Linked DNA regions of Mus musculus: region 2 is linked to region 1. The links are chromatin contacts, called in public Hi-C maps. All regions are on one chromosome and are shown on one strand. The core of a region is the stretch at or near the end of the contact, and the rest is flanking DNA. Distances in the headings are between cores, read along the strand shown.

Region 1 (3,301 bases), core at 461-2,960:
TTTTCAATAGCAACTGACCATTGCTTTTGTTTTCCTTTGGAAGGTGTAATTCTTGAGGTCTGTCTTCTCTACAGCTGTTCTCCTCATACTGAACCCGACAGCCGCCCTAAGCATAGCTTCAATAAATGAATGAAGAGACTTAATGGCAGCTATCCAGATATTACTGGCAAGCATCTCTGGCTGGAGTGGGCAGATTTATGTAGGCAGGTGCCCAGAGCAGGGAGGGCCCTGATGGCATACTGCTGCCCCTCTGCCACATAGCCCAAGACACCTGTGGCTCGGTGGTCCTAAGAAAAAGAAAGAGACAGCTATGGTAGCAGCACTCAGTCCTGCCTGCCACGAACGACTTTTTTCTCTTGTATGTATGCATGCATGCATGCTTGTTTGTAATGGGTGCCAGGGATCAAATGTGGCTCCTCGACCTCATGCTTGTACAGAGAGTACTTCATGGACTGAGCTCTTTTGAAGAGAGTTTTTGAGAGGTGAATCCCAGGGCTCTACCCCATGATTCCTTTACACATAAACACTCTGACCTGCTCAGGGTGTGACAGGCAGAGCTGCAGGGTTCATGGGTCTGTGGGAGGCCAACAGCGCAGTCCTTTCCTCTTCAGCTTGTCCTGAACCCCTTGGCTCCTCATACAGACCCTATGTACCTTGCTATTCTCTGAAGGTCCCTCTGGGTATCTAAATATGACCACTTTCCCCTTGTAACCGAGGCTGAGCCTTTAGGAGCCGATGGGAAGAAAAGACCCCTGAAATTTCCTATAGAGAACTCCAGACCCAAGCCTTTTTCTGTCCCGAGTCTCCCAATCCTATCCCAGGCTGCAGAAGCCAGTTCCCATGTTCTTATAGATGTGTTACCCGGAGCCACACATCTGTGAGAGGGATGTGTCTGGAAGCTGTGTTCCCCAGACGGTGACTCAGCAACAACGTGGGCACCTGTAAAGCCAGCGTCACCCATCTAATGAAACGGGGCTCCCAAGAGGCCTACACTCTCCACAGAGGAGGAGGAGGACTCACACTCTCAGACAAGTCTCAATTTCACAGCATCAGGGACATGAGCACCAACTCGCTGAACCAGAAAACGAGAGTCTGGCAGGAGCTGCAGACACACCGTGAGCGTCGGGGATCAGAGATTAGGGCCCTTTAAAATCAATTTTGAATTCAAAGTTTTAAATGTGTTCTCCAGGAGGCACAAAGAGGGGACCCTACAGTCTGGCTCAGCCTTCCCAGCTGCTGGGCTCTGCTTCCTTCTTGAAGCAGCAGAGCACAGCACCTGCTAGCTACAATGAGTCGGACACTGGAGGAAGACAAAAACAAACAAAAAAAAGACTGGAAACTTCTAGGTACAAGCTGCAACAGCATAGGGCTGAGGCTTCCTGTTGCCACCCCAAAGGCTGCGATAGCCCTTCTCTGTAGGAGTGGGAGGGACCCAAGCAGCTGAGATGGTGGACTCTGAGGTGGGGTAGCTATGGATTCTAGACCAGCCATGGGCTCCCAGGGGAGATCCTTGTTCAGAATAAACTTCCCTTCTAGCAAAATGGAGAGAGAAGACCTGGAACATACCCCCAGGGGAGCAGGTGTGTGTGTGTGTGTGTGTGTGTGTGTGTGTGTGTGTGTGTGTGTGTGTAGCACAGCCCCAGGGAAGCAGGGGTGGGGGTAGGGGTGGAGGTGCTGGATCACAGGCTCCAGGAAGCAGGAGGCCACTATGTGGCAGTCAGTAGAATAGACTCCTGCTAATGCAGCTACCAGCTGTACCACATGCTATGGGTAGCTGGGAGCTGCCTGTTGGACAAGCTGTCTGTCATCTGTCAGGCCATGTCTGGGGGACTGTGAAGTCACCACAATACACAGGGCAAAAGGTCTCACCAGGAACCTGGGCAGATCAGATTATTCCAGCCAAACCCTGGAAAGGGCTTCAGAGCTCGTAAGAGGACACTCACCAGAGTGTGCTCCAGGTATCCCTTCTTGGTCCTGTGCTCCAACCTGGGGCCGGCCAACCCCAGTGACTTTTCACCTACAGTCAACCCACGGCTGATGTCTTCTCAGATTGTGTAGGGAAGCAACCCTCTAACGCTTCTGATCCCAGTGTTTCTGCGAGCCCAGCCTCCCCCACTTCTCCTAAACCTCAGGCCCTCTCTATGCCATAGTGGTCCTAAGATATAAACCTCAATAACCATGAAGCATTCAGCAGGGGACAAACAGCCACAGGAGCATCAGCGTCTTGGATCCACTTCATGGGGAGCTCCTTATTTTTTAAAAGGAACACTGAACAGCAGCTGGGGTTCCCAGACCACTTAGGGGCAAGGAGGCAAGGACCCCCTAGCTTGGGAGTGGGTTGCTGGCTTTTCAAGGAAATTGCAGCGAAAGCCTGGGTAATGCTCCTTTTAGTTACAGCATAAACTGTGGCGATAAAGCGTACCTGGGGAATGTTTGTTTAGAGAAAGCACTAATGATTTCTTCCCCAGTGGTTAATAAATTCACTTCTAGATCAATTTGTACGCGATAGAGCCCGGCGAGCGGAACCCGCGCGGCGGGCACAGTCGAGTGTGTCTTTTTCAGTATAAATGATTTATTACAATGATTAGCGGCACATAAACAATTTAAAATACAACGCTAATTAGTTTGGGGAAGAAAGGAGGGGAAAAGCCGCCCTGCCTCTCTACCCATTATGTTCTACTTCTCTAAGTATGTACTTTTTAATTAAATCCAAATGTCACAATAAATTTAAAGTGTTTTATTACAGCTCAGGCTAACTGAGGCAGTCAGGCAAGGTTCACCCCCTCCCGCCCCCCCCCCCAAGGCATCAGTAGGCAGGAGTGGGGGTGAGGATCAAGGGCACCAGAGGGGCCTGCTCACATCTTTCCTCCTGGGTGAGATCTCCACGGGCTCCTGTAAACCCCTCCGGGTTTCTGCAGCTCTGGACTGGCAAATACTAGAAACTCCCAGGTGCCTCCAACCTTCTGCTCACCTTCGCAGTCAGCTGAGTAGAGTCTCTTCCTCCAGGCTTGATCTGAGCAGTCTAGAAGACAGTCATGTCTCCATGATGGTCCCAGCTGTCCTCTACCTACTTTAACCACTTGCCCAGAGAATTTTACCTAAAGGCCCTTCCTGTGTGCCCCTCTTAGGGGGATGACCTGCTACGGGCACTTCAGTTTCCGGGGTGGGGGAATGCAGCAGAGGGGATCAGTGAGAATTTAAGGATTCTGACATGCCTGGGTTCAAGTTGAGGCTCTACCACTGGCTAACAAGGTAGACTTGTTCTTTAGTCTCTCCAAGAACTTCAACTTTTGCCTAAGCA
Region 2 (3,285 bases), core at 196-2,695, 76 kb after region 1:
CATTCCCCTGCGTCAGGTAAGGTCTCAAAGACTGTGTGTGTTGTGTGTGAGTGTCTGTCTAAGGGTGTGTGTGTCTTTGTGGGTTGTGTATGAGTGTCTGTGTGAGGATGTGTGTGTCTTTGTATATTGTATGACTGTGTGAGGGTATGTGTGTCTGTATATGTTGTATGACTCTCTGTGTGAGAGTATATGTGTCTGTGTATGTTGTGTGTGAATGTCTATGTGTCTGTGTGTGTTGTGTATGAGTGTGTGTCTATGGGTGTTATGTGTTGTGTGAGTATGTGTGTCTTGTGTGAGTTTTGTGTGTTGTGTGAGGGTGTGTGTGTATGCTGTGTGAGGGTTTATGTGCCCATATGAACTCACATGGAGGTTGGAGAGGACATCAGGTGTTCTGTTCTATCATTTTCTACCTTACTCCTTTCAGACCCTGAACTTGGAAGAAGGCTAACAGGGAACGATCCTTCTGTCTCTTCTTCCTACAGAGCTGGGCTTGGAGGTACCCATGGTCTTTTGACATGAGTGCTGGGATCTGAACTCATGTCCTCGAGCCTCTCTCCAGAGGCATGAACTTATGTCCTACTGAGCCTTCTTCTCCAGACCACTGCTTTTCAAAACTTGCAAAATCTATGTAGGAGCAACAGCCTTCCAAGGATTGCTGGTTAGTGTTCTTTAGGACACTCCAGGCTCGTGTGTGTGTGTGTGTGTGTGTGTGTGTGTGTGTGTGTGTGTGCGCGCACAGGAACATGCTCTGTAAGGGGTACTCAGGGAACTCTCATACACATTGTTTGTGAACAAACAGAGGAAGCCGAGCCAGGCGGCTCCCTTTAATGTCCTTGTCTCATGCTGCCCATCTTCCTCTGCTTGGGTTCCAGGCCTTAAGGTCTGCTCATGTGGCCTATGTTTATATGGGATACCAACCTGCGGCTTGGCCTCGGCCCTCCCACATTGGGGAGAAGCAACAGCTCTTCCCTTCCCTCAGGGGCGCCTTCACAGGGAGTGGCCCCAGTAGCGGATGTTTCCAGCATCCACTGACACCTCAGCCAGATATGAAAGGAAGGAAGCCTCTGAGTTGAGAATATATTCTGAGTTCCCCCATCTTCCCTCTCACAGACAGGATTTGAAAACCCCAGGAAGGGGATCCCTGGGACAGAGAGTTAGGGATCTACCCTGGAGGAATCTGTTTAAGGTTGCCACCAGGCCTGGAGTGGGAATGGTGAAAGGCAGGAGAGTGGGGCAGGAGGCAGGCTTGAGTGTCCTGACCCAGCTGTCCTCTCAAAACCTGTGAGTTTTATCTGGCCCCTCTCCACCTGCAGAACCTCTTCCACCAGCCCATTCCTGACAGGGATCAGGGCTTCTTTCTGTCTGCCTCTACTCCTGCCCTCCTGTCAGGGATGAGCCGATGCCAGAATCCTGTAACCTCTAGGAGGCAGCAGAGAGCACAGCCTGAACAGCTAAGCAGCTATTGGGCATTCATTTCCACCTCTGCAATGCTGGGTACCTGGGGAGAGCCCGCAGGCCTCTCTGGGTCTCTGGTTCTAGTTTTTTCTTATTGGGATGATGACTCACAGTCCTGTCTCTGCTAGATGCACAGATGGGGAGAATCTGCTGTGAATCTAAAGAAGGGGTGGGGAAGAAGGTAGGCAGCCAGGGAGAAGGGAGGACCAGCCTGTGTGTGTGTGTGGGGGGGGGGGGGGGGGAGAAGGTAGGCAGCCAGGGAGAAGGGAGGACCAGCCTGTGTGTGTGTGTGTGTGTGTGTGTGTGTGTGTGTGTGTGTGTGTGTGGTGTGTACAAGCGTGTTCACTGGGGCAGAGTTTCACATCGCCAAACCTGGAAAGCACAGTGGCTGATGTGGGGGTATTAGCCTTGAACAGTGGGACCTGAGTGCCAGTCCTGGCTCTGAGAGAGGAGGAGGAGCCTAGTACCCAGGGGCCTCGCATGCCAAGAGCCACTTTTGTACCCCTGCCTGCCCCCACTCCTCCATCTGCCTGACTTTACCACTAATAGGTTTAGGATTTCTCTTTGTAAAGAAATATAACCCAGCAGGTGGGAACTGGGGTCCCCAGCCCACCCAGACTTCATGCCCCACCCAGATCTCCCCTGGGAGACTTGGAGTTGGGCCTCATTCTTCCCAAGAGGGCTGGGAGGTAGAAGAAGCTGGAGGGCCCCATTCTGGCCTCTGACAAGCTTCATCGGGACGCCCGGAGGGGTTTATTTGGATTTTTTAATTATCATTTTTTACTTTTTTTCCTCCTCATGAAAAAGTTTTAATATACACAGTAAATTAAGCCCAGAAAAAAAAGGAGGGGGGCACATTTCATCTTTAATCTATTTACTTCTGAATATTTAACATACAATTCTGGCACCAATCACCAAATTTAACTGGAAAATTACTCACTAATCTGTTTGCTTATTTGGAATAATTGGGTCGGCTGCCAGCGCGAGGATTTCCCCCCCTGTTTAATATCTCAGTTAGTAGTCCAATTTCAGCTTGGCGGCATAATTACTCTGACAGAGCTGTAGCCACGGGGCCTGTGAGTGGGGCTGCTTTTAAACCGTAAATTATGAAGGATTAGCATTTATGAATTTTAAATCAGGACTGGGGTAGGAGACACTAAAGCTGCTTAACGCTGGGGAACAGCAGCCTCCACTCAGAGGCGTCTGCCGTAACCCTTCCGCTCCCAGGACATCTGAATGATGGGGAGCCTGGAGTGGTGACCTGGTGGAACACAGAGATCGACAGGGTGGGACACAGAGGTGCAGAGGGGAGTGGCCAAGCAATGATGGAGCCCCTGAGGGTCAGGATTCCTAGCTGATGTAATGGGAACAGGGTTCAGCCAAGGCCATCTACCCCTGTGGGAGGCAACAAGACTCTACTTTTCATTGCCCTAGAGGGAGGCTAGGAGTGACAAACCAGGAGTTAAGGTCAATCCCTGCATCCCCCTGCCTCCACACAGACCTCTACCCTGTGGTAGGATGGGTGTCTTTTCTTGAGACTTTTCTGGCAGCTGATGTTAGTTTCTGGTCTACTAGCTCTGGATGACAGGAGGGCCATCTATGCCTTCCCTAACATGTCACAGCACTTCTAACTATCTGTCTTCCTCTTTTTCCTTCTCCACAGGCCCCTCTCTAACACCTGGTGGAATGTGCCTAGCTGTTAAACTAGACCTAGTTAATTTGATGCCAAGCTAAATCTCTTGGTAGCTGTGTGACCTTGGATAAATTTCTTTGTCTTGCTGAGTCTCCATCCGACTTCAATGAATCAGTAGTTCCTACCTGTGGGGCTGC

Evidence for each region. Hi-C and Micro-C count contacts between places; a contact is called where the count stands out from the background.
Region 2: a contact with region 1 is called in a Hi-C map of rod photoreceptor, with 1.7 times the contacts expected there. The contact joins two enhancer-like sites. A contact is called at or near these places in 2 of 39 promoter capture datasets (the HPC-7 cell line and embryonic stem cells), 22 of 484 Hi-C or Micro-C datasets (the Ba/F3 cell line, the CH12 cell line, the G1E-ER4 cell line and 15 more), 5 of 115 datasets of contacts at active chromatin or transcription factors (embryonic midbrain, embryonic stem cells and forebrain) and 2 of 9 other capture datasets (embryonic stem cells and embryonic trunk).

The regions. Positions count from the first base shown.
Region 1 is chr7:109,153,566-109,156,866 of GRCm38.p6, forward strand. The region is part of intron 1 of Lmo1 (LIM domain only 1); the gene reads right to left. Among named protein-coding and RNA genes, the nearest start is that of Gm44781, 12 kb to the left of the region's middle. Within about 2 kb of position 1,711, at least 12 of the 459 cell types and tissues checked have an H3K27ac peak or open chromatin away from gene starts, as enhancers often do. A contact at or near this core is called in the N1E-115 cell line and rod photoreceptor, where this site is marked.
Region 2 is chr7:109,229,491-109,232,775 of GRCm38.p6, forward strand. No RefSeq gene overlaps it. Among named protein-coding and RNA genes, the nearest start is that of Gm32563, 22 kb to the right of the region's middle. Within about 2 kb of position 1,446, at least 16 of the 459 cell types and tissues checked have an H3K27ac peak or open chromatin away from gene starts, as enhancers often do. A contact at or near this core is called in the N1E-115 cell line and rod photoreceptor, where this site is marked.